Linked DNA regions of Zea mays: region 1 is linked to region 2. The links are chromatin contacts, called in public Hi-C maps. All regions are on one chromosome and are shown on one strand. Each heading gives the region's core, a stretch centred on a gene start, on an enhancer-like site or on the middle of the called end of the contact. The rest is flanking DNA. Distances are from core to core; before and after follow the strand shown. Region 1 holds the start of LOC103627145. Region 2 has its middle 5.8 kb from the start of LOC103627142.

Region 1 (7,561 bases), core at 4,271-6,770, 140 kb after region 2:
CTTAGTTAACAAATTAGCATTCTCATTTCTAAGGTTGTCTATAGTCTCATGGCAAGTGCTTAGCTCACTAGATAGTTTTTCACATTTTTCTACTTCTAGAGCGTAAGCATTTTTAACTTTAACATGCTTCTTGTTTTCTTTAATAAGGAAGTCCTCTTGGGAGTCCAAGAGATCATCCTTCTCATGGATAGCACTAATCAATTCATTTAATTTTTGTTTTTGTTGCATGTTTAAGTTGGCAAAAAGAGTACGCAAATTATCTTCCTCATCACTAGCATTATCATCGCTAGAGGACTCATATCTAGTGGAGGATTTGGATTTAACCTTCTTCTTTTTGCCGTCCTTGGCCATGAGGCACTTGTGGCCGACGTTGGGGAAGAGAAGGCCCTTGTTGATGGCGATGTTGGCGGCGTCCTCGTCGGAGGAGGAGTCGGAGGAGCTCTCGTCCGAGTCCCACTCGCGGCATACATGGGCGTCGCCACCCTTCTTCTTGTAGTATTTCTTCTTCTCCTTTCTTCTCCCCTTCTTGTCGTCGCCCCTGTCACTGTCATTAGAAATAGGACATTTTGCTATAAAGTGACCGGGCTTACCACACTTGTAGCAAACCTTCTTGGAGCGAGGCTTGTAATCTTTCCCCCTCCTTTGCTTTAGGATTTGGCGGAAGCTCTTGATGACGAGCGCCATTTCCTCATTGTCGAGATTTGAGGCGTCGATTGGTTGTCTACTTGATGTAGACTCCTCCTTCTTCTCCTCCGTTGCCTTGAATGCAACCGGTTGAGCTTCGGATGTGGAGGGATCATCTAGCTCATTGATTTTCTTTGAGCCCTTGATCATATACTCAAAGCTCACAAAATTCCTGATTACTTCCTCGGGAGTCATTAGTGTATATCTAGGATTACCACGAATTAATTGAACTTGAGTAGGGTTAAGGAAAATAAGTGATCTAAGAATAACCTTAACCATCTCGTGGTCATCCCACTTTTTGCTCCCGAGGTTGCGCACTTGGTTCACCAAGGTTTTGAGCCGGTTGTACATGTCTTGTGGCTCTTCCCCTTTGCGAAGCCGGAAGCGACCGAGCTCCCCCTCGATCGTTTCCCGCTTGGTGATCTTGGTTAGCTCATCTCCCACGTGTGCGGTCTTGAGCACGTCCCAAACTTCCTTGGCGCTCTTTAATCATTGCACCTTGTTATACTCCTCTCGACTTAGAGAGGCGAGGAGTATAGTTGTGGCTTGGGAGTTGAAGTGCTCGATTTGGGCCACTTCATCCACATCATAATCTTCATCCCCTACGGATGGTACCTATACACCAAACTCAACAACATCCCATATACTTTTGTGGAGTGAGGTTAGATGAAATCACATTAAATCACTCCACCTAGCATAATCTTCACCATCAAATGTTGGTGGTTTGCCTAATGTGATGGAAAGTAAAGGTGTATGTCTAGGAGTGCGAGGATAGCGTAAGGGGATCTTACTAAACTTCTTGCGCTCATGGCGCTTAGAAGTAATGGATGGCGCGTCGGAGCCGGAGGTGGAAGGTGATGAAGTGTCAGTCTCGTAGTAGACCACCTTCCTCATCTTCTTTTTCTTGTCGCTACTCCAATGCAACTTGTGGGAAGAGGCTTTCTTCTCCTTTTTGCGGGACTCTTTCGATGAAGCCTTCCCGTGGCTTGTAGTGGGCTTGTCGCCGGTCTCCATCTCCTTCTTGGTGTGTTCTCCCGACATCACTTCGAGCGGTTAGGCTCTAATGAAGCACCAGGCTTTGATACCAATTGAAAGTCGCCTAGAGGGGGGGGGGGGTGAATAGGGCGAATCTGAAATTTACAAACTTAATCACAACTACAAGCCGGGTTAGCGTTAGAAATAGAAACGAGTCCGAGAGAGAGGGCGTAAAACAAATCGCAAGCGAATAAAGAGTTTGACACGCGGATTTGTTTTACCGAGGTTCGGTTCTTGTAAACCTACTCCCCGTTGAGGTGGTCACAAAGACCGGGTCTCTTTCAACCCTTTCCCTCTCTCAAACGGTCCCTCGGACCGAGTGAGCTTTTCTTCTCAATCACTTGGAACACAAAGTTCCCACAAGGATCACCACACGATTGATGTCTCTTGCCTCAATTACAAGTGAGTTTGATATCAAGAAAGAATGAGAAAGAAAGCAATCCAAGCACAAGAGCTCAAAAGAACACAACAAATCTCTCTCACTTAACACTAAAGCTTTTGTGGAATTGGGAGAGGATTTGATCACTTAGGTGTGTCTAGAATTGAATGCTAGAGCTCTTGTAAGTGGTTGGAAGTTGAGAAACTTGGATGACTTGAATGTGGGGTGGTTGGGGGTATTTATAACCCCAACCACCAAACTAGCCGTTTGGTGGAGGCTGCTGTCGCAAGGTGCACCGGACAGTCCGGTGCGCCAGCCACGTCACTAGGCCGTTGGGTTCCGACCGTTGGAGCTCTGACGTGTGGGCTCGCCTGGCTGTCCGGTGGCGCACCGGACAAGTCCTGTAGACTGTCTGGTGTGCCACCCGCGCGTGCTCTGCTCCTCTGCGCACGCTGGCGCGCATTTAATGCGTTGCAGTCGACCGTTGGCGCGAAGTAGCCGTTGCTCCGCTGGCTCACCGGACAGTCCGGTGTGCACCGAACATGTCCGGTGAATTATAGCGGAGCGGATTCCCGAAGCTGGCGAGTTCAGAGTCGCTCTCCTCTGGAGCACCGGACACTGTCCGGTGGTGCACCGGACAGTCCGGTGAATTATAGCGAAACGCCTCTGAGACTTCCCGAAGGTGCAAAGTTTGGCTTGGAGTCCCCTGGTGCACCGGACACTGTCCGGTGGCACACCGGACTGTCCGGTGCGCCAGACCAGGGCAACCTTCGGTTATCCCTTGCTCTCTTTGTTGAACCCATTTTTTGGTCTTTTTATTGGCTAAGTGTGAACCCTTGGCACCTGTATAACTTATAGACTAGAGTCAACTAGTTAGTCCACTTATTTGTGTTGGGCAATTCAACCACCAAAATCAATTAGGAAAATAGGTGTAAGCCTAATTCCCTTTCAGTGAGGTCACGAGAAACCCGAAGACAAATTGGTGAAGTACCTGGAATCTCGAGTCTAAGGCAAGTTGTGTCCTTGATCACTCTTCTTTACTTAATAATGTTCTTTGTTAACCACTGTGACATGCTCAGGTTAATTTGATGGGACCTAATAGGTTTCCCTAGATTTGTTTACCCCACCTCTTGCAGACAAATGAATTACTGGGTAGACTTGCTATTGCTCTACCTGGCTTTAGGATTAATGTTACATTTGTATTATGATCATGTTAGTGTAAATTAAAACAACACAAACTTGGTCTATAAAAGGTGTTAGTGTAAAATAAAACCAAGTTCGTATGAGAAGGGGAGAGAAAAATTGACTCTTCACTTGATTGCTCTCTTGAGATGTGTATTAAACTAGGAGCAATATGTAAGTGAAGTATAAGTACTAAGGAAGACAAAAATCACAGTAAAGTAAAGTGGACAAGGGACACAACGATTTTTCTCCGTGGTTCGGCCAAAGCCTACTCCACGTTGTGGTAACCTCCTTCGGTCAAGGGTTACACCCAACCCCTCTCAAGTGATCCAAAGATCTAACTTAAGTGCCACAATATTCTTCCTTATATCTCAACCCGTTTGCGAGGAATCTCCACAAGTTGGAATATCCTACGCCTTACACAAGATGACCACAATCCAAAATCAGAGTAAGGGAGGGAGAAGAACACACACAAAAGCGCAACACACACAAGAAAAGCCAAAGAAACCAGCGCAACTCCATGTCAGTAGAACAACTCGAAACAAGTGCTCGGATCTCTACAATCACAGAACTGCGTGGATGCAATGAATCAGAGTGTTGGTGTGCTCTTGGTATGCTCGGGTACTTCTCCATGGAGCATAGGGGTCCCTTTTATAGCCCTAAGGGGCATAAGAGCCGTTGGAGCTTCATTTGGAAGCTCCAAAACTTTCTCAATCCGTAGATGCATCGGACTGTCCAGTGCACACCGAACAGTGCATAATGGAACGATCCTAAATCCTCTGATTGCTGGTTTCTTGTTCATGGGGGGGGGCACCGGACTATCAGTTGACCCATTTAACCGTTGGCGCTGCTGACATGGCCAATGTAGGCATTGGCCGAGCCGAGTAGAGGCCGAGGATGGCCAGTTCGCCGTAGAGGCCACCGGCCTGTCATGTGCTGCCCAGACTAGCCCAATTTCTTCTCTTCTGTGCCAAACTTCTTTGGCTTCTTTTGACTTGACTTGAGAGGTTCTATAGCATTTAGACAAACATAATTGGTACCTAAAATAATTAACTAAGTGTTGGAATTATATATTTTCATTCCTTTTTCTATGATTTTCAATGTGCTTATTACTAAGTCCAAAAGCCATTTTTCTTGCACAAGTGAGTTAGTAACCAAACAAAAGTGCAAGAAACATAGTATAATGTAACTGCAACTTATTCAAATACTTAAACCTCATATTTTTATAGGTTTACCTAAAGTTGCACTCTTGGCCTTCCAATTCAACTTATTTAGACTTCTTGTATTCAATTTGCTTTTTTTTTGAACCTGTGCTCATGCTCATATCTAAAGTGTCAGATCAAAATGATGTGTTATACATTTAATTATCAAAACAATTAGAAATGGTCCAATACCACATTTTCTTTTAATCTAAACCTGATGCATAAATTGTTATGTTTGGAATCACATCAGTTTTTATAAACTTTTTTAAAAAACTGGATGGTTCCAAATAGGCTCTAAGTTAGAGCACTTGATTAATTTTAGTTTTAAAACTAAATAGGAATAGATCTTGATTCTATCCCGATTCGATACGTAAAATTTATGTCCATTTCGGTAACACGTCATCGTGGCCGTTCATTGCCGATTGGAGGAGTGGAGAGCTCCCGATCTGGAAGAAGAAACCGAAGAACGCCCAGCTCCAGCCGAACCGAACCTAGGGATGAAAACGGGACGGGTACCCGGAACGGGTATCGGATACGGGTACCAAAACGGGACGTAATTTCGAATACGGATACGGGTATTTTGTTTGTCGGGACGGATACGGGTATTACCCGGATATTGAACCTCGGATACGGGTAGGATACGGAATCACTAATACCCGGTCAGTACCCGAAAATCCCGGATCGGATACGGGTACCTGGAATTCGGGTACCCGTTTTTTCTTTTTCTGCATAATATAGTTATAAAATCATAACTTTTACATATGAAATCGGATGAAGATAAAGTTTATATGAAAATTGTAGAGCTTGAAGAGATCTATGACTTTGTAATACATCAAATTTTTGTTTAAACAATATTTTAATAATTTAATTGTATTTTGATGATTTTCTATGACAAGAAATTAATAATACATAAATAGTCTTAAAAAATCGTGAAATTTTACGGAGATACAACATATGTCCATATGTAACCATAAAAAATGTTTGGATCATAAGATCTATAAGATGCCCACATTTCTTTCCTTTCACTTTCACTTATTTGTATGAGTTACATGTGAAATTAGTGTAAGTATCCAAGTTTCAACATAATCAGTACTTCACTTTATTATTTTCATACGAGGACTTGAGTTATCTTGGGACTCGGGACTTCGTGAGTCGGGGACTCGGGAACCGGAGCACACACCAAAACCCCCAGTGCCGCCGGCGGACGCCCTCCAGTTTCCGGTCTTCACTAACTCCCCGTTTTCCGTACTGCTGCGGCGCCTCGGCAGTCGGCACCACAGCCGGCAAGATGCCCCCCTTCCGAATGCCTTCCCACTTCCTCGCGCTTCCGCTCCTACTCTTGCTGCTCCTCCAGGTAACCTGATCTCCGCCCAAACCCCCGATCCACTGACTGGATCTGACCATGTTGAGGTCCCTTATGGATTTGAATTTCCCTTCCTCTTGTCCTCTGGACGCGGCAGGCGCCGTCCCCGGAGGCGGCCGAGTCTACGCCGGGGACCCGGACGCGCAAGATCGGCAGCTCGGGGGCGTCCTCGGTGTTCTCGCTCTTTAACCTCAAGGACAAGAGCAAGTTCTGGACTGAGTCGATCATCCGTAAAGGTCCGGATCCTTTGATTTTCTCTTTTAATCGTTTTTTATGGATTTCTGTTTGCTTGTTGCATGCTGTGCTTATGCTTGATACCACATTGACGGCTTGTGCTCATTTGATTTTGTAGAGTTCGATGACTTGGAAGGTTCTGCGTCGCGGGACTCTAGCAAAAACGGCCTGCTCAACTTCACAAGAGCTGGTAGGCTCCTTGCGTCTGTTGGCACTCCTGGGGTTATATAACACAGGGCACATACACATTTCAAACAGGCTAACTGATTATTTTGAATAAATCTTGGATTCTTGGTACTCGGTACTTTCTGCTCTGCCAAAGCCTCTACAATTATATAACACAGGGCACATTTCAAACAGGCTAACTGAATTTTTTGAATAAATCTTGGATTCTTGGTACTCGATACTTTCTGCTCTGCCAAAGCCTCTACAATGATATGCGTAAGGAACAATTGGATCTATACCATTAAAAGATCCAAACTTTAGATATATACCATGGACCCCACATGTCATTGACTCATGTGGACCCACATGTAAGTGAGATAGTAATGGTATGGATCCAAAGTGGTGATCTTTTAATGGTATGGATCCAAATTTCCCAGTGTACTGTATCAATACATAATGCCATTTACTGAGTAGCCTAATATTTACCACTGACTGTGGCAGCAGCCAGCCACTGCTGCAGCAAATTACTGTAGCAGTGACTAGCTGCACTTCAGCCGCAGCTAGCACAAGCGAGCACATAATAATTTCTGGGTCATTTGTACCTTGTGAGTTGTTATTCATATCATCAGCTCCTTTTTTCTTATGGATATGTGAATATGAATGTCGTGGGTGAAGATAATTATGTTTAGGTGCCCCTAGAAAGGCCACAATGTTGCAACAGGTGAACTAGAGCAGGGAGAGACTACATAATTCCAGATTAGCAACCTTTCTGTCCAGATATGCATGTACTTTGTTGATTAAGTGGTGTGGCCAACTGGAGATAAAAATCAAGTCCATATGACTGCATGTGGAGTTTAGCTTGCAGTTTAGACAAAAAACCACAAATATTAGTTTGCCGGATATATGACCAACTGATAAGCTTAGCTACATTAGTGTAGTATATCAGCATGCCGGTTATGTCTAAAATTTCAATAATATGCTATTGCTGTGGAGTAGCAGGTTTGTTATCAGCCTCCTTAAGGTCCTGGGTTTGAATCAGCCTCAAATAAACAAGGGTAAGGTTGCCTAGGGATTCCGTTTCCTAGATCCACCTGTGCGGGAGTTTTAAGCACTTGCTACCTGCCTTTTTTGTTTGATCTTGTATTTTGAGAAGTGATTGTAGTTGCAGCCTTGACTAATTATATTATGCACATCCATCTCAGACAATCAGGAATCACACATGAAGTATGGATAGTCTAGGTGCTATTGTTGTGTGTACTTATTTAAGAAGCAGAGTTCTTTTCACTACTAAATTTCGTCTTTTCTTATACCAAGGTA
Region 2 (6,960 bases), core at 2,934-5,433:
TTTTTTAGTAACTCTTCAAATATCTTATCGCATTTGGCAACATTAAAAGTAAACTTAACTTCTTCTTGTCGATTCTTTCAAATCGACTATAAAGCAGAACATGATGAAGGTTTAGCCTGTCCTGGCCAAACCAGTTCGGCGGTGTATACATCCGTGGATTCATCGTTCGAATTATTGTATCCCACTAGATGCATCTTATGGCTAGCCGATTTTGATGTTTCCTTACTTCGGCTTTCACAGGTCATAGCTCGCTGGTGCAAATGCACTAGAGAAAAGAATTGGGTGCCATCTAATTTTTCTTTTAAGTAGGGTCGCAACCCATTGAAAGCGAGCCATGTTAGTTGTTTTTCTGCGACATGGATCTGAAAGCATTGGTTTCTAGTGTCCCGGAACCTCCAGATATAGTCATTAACCGATTCTTCAGGCCCCTGTCGGACTGAAGCTAAGTCAGCCAATTCTAATTCATGTTCTCCTGAGAAGAAGTGTTCATGAATTTTCCGCTCTAATTCTTCCCAAGAATTAATAGAGTTTGGTGGCAAAGCTGCGTACCATGCGAATGCAGTATCAGTAAGGGACAACGAGAATAAACGAATGCGGTAGGCTTCCCCATCAGTCAATTCTCCCAAGTGTGCTATGAATTGGCTAATATGTTCATGTGTGCTTTTCCCACCTTCACCAAAAAATTTAGAGAAGTCTGGTATTCTAGTTCTCTGTGGATATGGCACGGTGTCGAATCCGTGGCTATAAGGCTTTCGATACGATTGCCCTGTACCTGACATACTAACACCGAGTTTGTCCCTGAACATCCCGGCTTCCTCGTCTCTGATCCTCTCCGCCATGTCTGGCGACCATCCATTGAGTTTGTGGGTGGAAATCTCAGGTTGTCTGACATCACTCTGTCGGCTTTCCTCCCAGGGGTGTTTGAGGTGTGTGTTAGGTGTCCTATTAATGTCACCAGCTCCTGCCCTATACCTCTCAGGCTCTCTTGTGGCCGAACAATATTCAGCCCTATGCCCATGAGGTGGTATGGCATGATTATAATGTGTTGCTGGTGGGGCACCATAATGTAGTTGCAAAGAATGTGGGAACTGTGTGTATTGCGCAGCTCTCGGCTCTGCGTACACATATCCGGACGGTCCGGCGTGCGTAAGAGGTCGGATGGTCCGCGACCGGGCCAAACGGTCCGAAGGTATATCCAGATTGTCCAGCCGTATATGGTGCTACCTGAGCAGTCTCGTACCCAGACCATCTGTCGTAAAGAACTGGACGGTCCGCGATCGGGTCGAATGGTCCAGGGCTGTACCCGGACGGATCGGTCATATATGGCGCGACTTGGGCGGTCTGCGCGTGGACTCGTGTAGAGTCGGATGGTCCGACATAATACGTCGGCCGGTTCATGCCATATCCGGACGGTCCGACGTAAGATAGCGGACGGTCCGCAACATATCCGGACGGTCCGGCGTGATGCACCGAACGGTCCGAGATGGGGCCGAATTGTTCGGGGTTGTACCCTGATGGTCCGGCCATACATGATGCGACCTGAGCGTTTTGTGTGCAGGCCTGCGTCGGGTTGGACGGTCCGGCGAAATACGTCGGACGGTCCGCAGTATAACCGGACTGTCTGAGATGATGCTCGGACGGCCCGGCCACGTCCAGTACCTATCGCGTGCCTAGTGGTTGCGCCTGTGATGGTGACACGAAAGCGTGCATCGGCATACCATATGATGGCTGGGTCAAGGGTGACCCGTTTATAGCCGATGTGTTTGGCGTGGGTGGCTCTGTATTAGACTCTCGCGATGGAAAGCTAGGAGCAGTTGATTTCTCGTATGAACGTAGATGCATTTTAATAGATTCATCTACATATTGCTTTAACTGATCTCCTCATTGACCATGAAAGTCGTAAGAGATAGATCTAGAGCACTTACATCGGGACCTTGAAGTGGAGGCAGGAGAGATTCCATATCGATCTCCCCTTGACGGATGATCTTCTGGTGGCGATCCACCGTGAAGTGTGACAAGTACTTTTCCACCGCCTCCTTGCGCCGTTTCGAGAGTTTATGCAACAGTTCCGCCTCTTCCTTGTTGCGTTGTTTGTTCCATTGCCGCATCACCTCCTTCTCATCGCGCATTACGAGGTCTTCAAAGGGTCTTTGGTCATCAGTCGAGAGCGCCTCCATGGCTGGCTTGATGATGTTGTTGGTGGAGATCTTGGTGTGGTCCTTAGAACCGGCCATCTATGGGTCGATTTTTAGCAGGTCTAGACACCTAGTCCCTAGCGGAGTCGCCAAAAGTATGTTGACACCTTTTCGGGCGCCAATCACTATAACGAGAACCGGCGGCGGCGCCCTCTGCAGAGGCGCGGACGGTCCACGGCCAGGGGCCAGACGGTCCGCGACCTGGTACAGGGGCTTGGTTCCCTGCCTGACGGTCGGACGGTCCGCGCGTGCGCAGGGGCGGCGAAGGTCGCCGGCGACGCCTGGATCTCGCTCCCGGGAGGGACCCCGTCGGGGAGGAGAGATCCTAGGTGTTGTCTAGACTCAGCAGGCCGACCTAGACTCCTCTAATCGACGTAGAGTTGAAGAGAAGCGGAGAATTTGGTGATTGGAATACTAAACTAGAACTAAACTAGAGCTACTCCTAATGCATAAGGTAAAAACGAGAAATAGACTTAATTTGATCGATTGTTGGGGGTTCAATCGGTCGTAGCCCTTCATCTATATAAAGGGGAGGTCTGGATCCACTTCAAACTGTTTCCCGAGTTAATCTCGCGGTTTTAGATAACAAATCCCGCGAGAAACTAGAAACCCTAACTGTCTCTGTGCACGCGTGGACCGTCCGCGCCACCATCGCAGATTGTCCGGACTGCGGATCGTCCGGCCTCAGGGCCGGACCGTCCGCTAGTCTTTTTTGGTGTACAACAGGCTGTCCACAAAGTAGAGATGGCAATAGGTACCCGCTACCCGAAACCCGGTGGGTTTTTGCTCTATTAGGGTATGGGTTTGGGTCAATTTCTCTACCCACGGGTTTGTTAATGGGTTCAAATGGAAACCCAACGGGTACGTGGGCATGAGTTTGTTCTTCCACTACCCATACCCGCAAACCCATGGGTTTTTAAAACCCACCTTAAAATCAACATTTCTTATAAATATGTCTCATAATATTATTAATTAAATATGTTCTAATTGAAATAAATTTCATGTAACAAATTTTAGGCTAAAATTAGTTATCACTTGTTCAATTTTATGCTAGCTTATTAATGTATTGATTGTCATTTACATGATGAATTATTTTTTATGTTGATGTTAGTGGGTATGGGAAACTCGTTGGGTACTCGAAACCCGCATGTGTATGTGTTTGGGCAAAATTTTATACCCGTCATGGGTATAGGTTTTTTAGCGGACGTATTTTTTCTTTATAGGTACGAGTTTGGGCAAGTAATACCATTGTCATCTCTACCACAAAGTCACAAATCGGTCTCTGGACCTGTTAGTCGGTCTCACCGTTAAGGGTAAGGCATTGATTGATCTGCTGCGAAGTATCAGAGCCGTGTGTAGTCTCAAGCAAACAGATCGCCCTACAGTGTTTGTTGACGGAATCTGCGTCTTAAAGCCCACAGGTGTCCGAGATAATACTCTGAATCATTCCCAGCGTCGCCGTGCCCAGCGGATGGCGCGCGCTGGACTTGCTGGCACGCCATGCCGCAGCTCCGCAGTGTCGGAGGATTGCTTTCACGGAAACCAATTTTGATGTAATAATAGTATAATGGTTTGCTCGAGGTAGCTTACACGCAACACCAACTTGTACACCATATAATTTTCTTACACAACAGCGCTCAGTCCATACGATTTTGAAACCCATTATGAGAAGAAAAAAAAAGATTTTGAGCCCGAGTTTCGCTCGGACAGTCGATATAGAGGCTTATTCGTTTTAGTGCCAATCCATATAGATTGGACCGAATTAGATAAGTTTAAAGTCATATCAAATCAAAAGTTCTTATTAAAAATTTTCAATCCCTTCGAGCCTATATGGGATATGCGAAAAGGTCTATATTTGAGGAGATTAGATATGTTTAAATCCATATCAAATTAAAATATATACTCCATATAGTACATCAATAACCGAAAAGGCTCTAGCTGGATGATTTTCCAAACGAGAACCGAGTGCCAAGCGTTGTCGTGGTCGTGGAATCACGCAGCGGGAGTGACGAGGTGTGCACGCGAGCCTCGCCAAGGGCCCAAGACGCAACGCTACGCTACGCTACGCTACTTCTGCCAAGGCCAATGATCGAGACATCGGCTCCATCCCTTGGGAAATGCCAAAAAAAAAAAATCTTCTGCCAATGGATTTGGATTGAATTCGTGTGGAACTGAATTCAGATTGGACTACTTATCATATTTTAATCTGAATATGTATCCATACATAAATATTGCCACATACAAAATATAAAATTAGCATCACGAATTTGGATTCGCATTCGAATATTTATTTGGTTTTGAAGATTACATGTATATTTGATTATCGGTAGTTTTATAGTAGGAACAAAATCAATATCTATACGACTTATATAAAAAAAGTTTAAAAATAATATCCTCAATTTTATCCTAGGTCCATATAACCTCCTAAACTATGGGTTGGTTCGGTTTCTTTCCCTCAACTATTTCAGTTGCTGTACTTTACCCCTCAACGAGATTTTCCTTTTTTATCCACATACAAGTTGTTTTCTAATTTTAAATTTTATGGACATAAACGATACTTGGAGATAGTATTTTCAAATTAAAAATATATAACATATTAACATCTATAGATAAAGACAACTCCAAAAATAATATATATATATATATATATATTAATAATTGTTTCAGAAATGAAATATATAAATAAATAATAAATGTATTCTTTGCGGTGATAATTAGGGGTACCCGAATTATTCCTCTCGAAAGACGTACTCAGGAGAAGTTAAGACATAACCTCCAAAGGGAATCAGCCGAGACAACTCCTGACCCGAGGCCTCTCCCCAAGGGTCTCCTACCTCAGTCAAATCTCTGACTCGCTCGAAGCCACCACCACTCCGTCCATCTCGCCTGAGCTGATCCCAGGCAGATAGGACAAAGGCGCCCGAAGGCTAGCGGGGAACACTCACGCAGCGGCACGGGAGCATAGTACCTAACAAGACAGCGATCATGTCCAGGCGCAACAGCATGATTATGCCCCCGCTGCTGTACACGCACGCCGTCTGTCATCCCCCGATGGGACATTTAATACGACAATAGAAGCAGCCGGCCCTCGGGCGCAAAAACTACGCCTCGCCCGACGCTGAGTTCGGACTCAGGTGATTTCTCTACCTCGTCCGAGGTCGGCTTCGGCTACCTGCCCCGCCGTGAATCCCGCGGGCGGCCACTCCGCCAACTGTGGCACACGTCAGGGGTGGCTCAACCAGCGCCTCGGGAAGACTTCCGCCTCGCCCGAGCTGGGCTTTGACCCCGATAATCGCAGCAAAAGAATCACGACGTCATCCCGCACAAGGACGGTGACGCACCTCGTGAACAGGTTGTTACCCATACCAAAGTGCTGTTACAACAACTACGGTATGGGCACCCCTTCCCCTGAAGGCTCGGACTTACGGCCAACCCCTCGGCCTCGACCTCGGCTCTCAGCAGGAAATCAGCGAGCGCAAGTCAACAACATAGTGCATCGTCATGTCTCTCACAGGACATCAAGACATCTCCCTTGGGAATACGACGGCCCCAGGCTTCACCAATATACATCTCCTAGGTGTATAAATAGGGCAGTGGTAGTTCTTCCAAGGGCAGGCGAACACTTAGTAGTTTACACCAAGTCTTTTGATATTCGCACTTGGCTCAATCAGTTCTAGGGACTTGGGGACTTCCCCTCTCCCGCTGTGCTTGTAATTTCTACTGCGAGCACCGCGGTGCGAGTAATATAAGCCTCATCCCTCCTCTGCTGGAAGTAGGGCTTTGCATTTCCCGAACCAAGACAAACTGCTTCTGTCAACTCGCACACAATCTAGATTCTGGGCACGTGGCATTATTTACTAGTTGGTTAGGACCCTTAGTCCAAACACCGACACGTACATATGAATGTTTTCAATACATATAAATATTTATCTACAAATAAATAAATCATAATATATAAATGAACCAAAGTAAACTTAATAAGATTAATTATATTACTAGGTATGTGCCCGTGCGTTGCCACGAGGCGGAGGACATGGAGAGGGCGCCTAGACTGCAAATATAATTATTGTTTATTACTTTTAAACACCAAACACTAAAGTATATGGGGTCTTGTGGTTAGCCCCAAATTTCTAAAGTAGAAGGGTGTGAGTTTGAGTGCTCACTTTGCACTATTTTTTGTTGGTGCTTAGCGTGGGGAGGGTGGAGCATGGTAGCACTGCCGGATGATGTAGCCTTTGCTACTGTATTGGAGGCATCAGCGTGTATGTCGGCATGGGTTATAGGAGCAAGCATGCATGCCTCCGTCGTGAAGACAGGGTTCTTATACAGTGATGGCGTTGCTAGCTCGCTAATCACCATGTATTCCAAATATAGCTGCTTGGACGATGCACACCGAGCATTTGTGGGGGCAAAAGATCATCTGCATATAATGTCCAGGACGGCTATGATAACTGCACTGCAGCAGCATGGACATGGCATGCAGGCAATTGATGTATTTGAGAATACGAGAGAATGGCATTCCTCCGGACCACATCACATTTGTGAGTGTTCTCTCTTGCTGTAGCCACAGCGGACTTGTTGAGCAAGGACACAGGTACTTCGATTCGACGACTCGAGTTCATAAGATCACACCACAAAATGAGCACTATGCGTGCATTGTTGACAACTTGACATGTTTGGGCGAGTAGGCCTTCTAACTGAGGCAAAACAATTCATTCACCAGATGGGACCTAAGCCAGATGCATCAGTCCTTGGGGCACTCCTT

The links. A called contact is a pair of places that touch in the nucleus more often than the background predicts.
Region 1: a Hi-C map of leaf shows a contact between it and region 2, with 5 times the contacts expected there. The contact joins the promoter of LOC103627145 here to the enhancer-like site in region 2. A contact is called at or near these places in 5 of 25 Hi-C or Micro-C datasets (ear, leaf, leaf mesophyll and 2 more).

What each region holds. Positions count from the first base shown.
Region 1 is chr5:162,270,094-162,277,654 of Zm-B73-REFERENCE-NAM-5.0, forward strand. LOC103627145 reads left to right here and starts at 5,521. Exons shown (of 25, transcript XM_008647453.3): 1 at 5,521-5,836; 2 at 5,943-6,081; 3 at 6,198-6,269; 4 at 7,559-7,561. The coding sequence starts at 5,771.
Region 2 is chr5:162,130,243-162,137,202 of Zm-B73-REFERENCE-NAM-5.0, forward strand. No RefSeq gene overlaps it. Among protein-coding and RNA genes, the nearest start is that of LOC103627142, 5.8 kb to the right of the region's middle. Within about 2 kb of position 4,184, at least 13 of the 20 cell types and tissues checked have an H3K27ac peak or open chromatin away from gene starts, as enhancers often do. A contact at or near this core is called in leaf and leaf mesophyll, where this site is marked.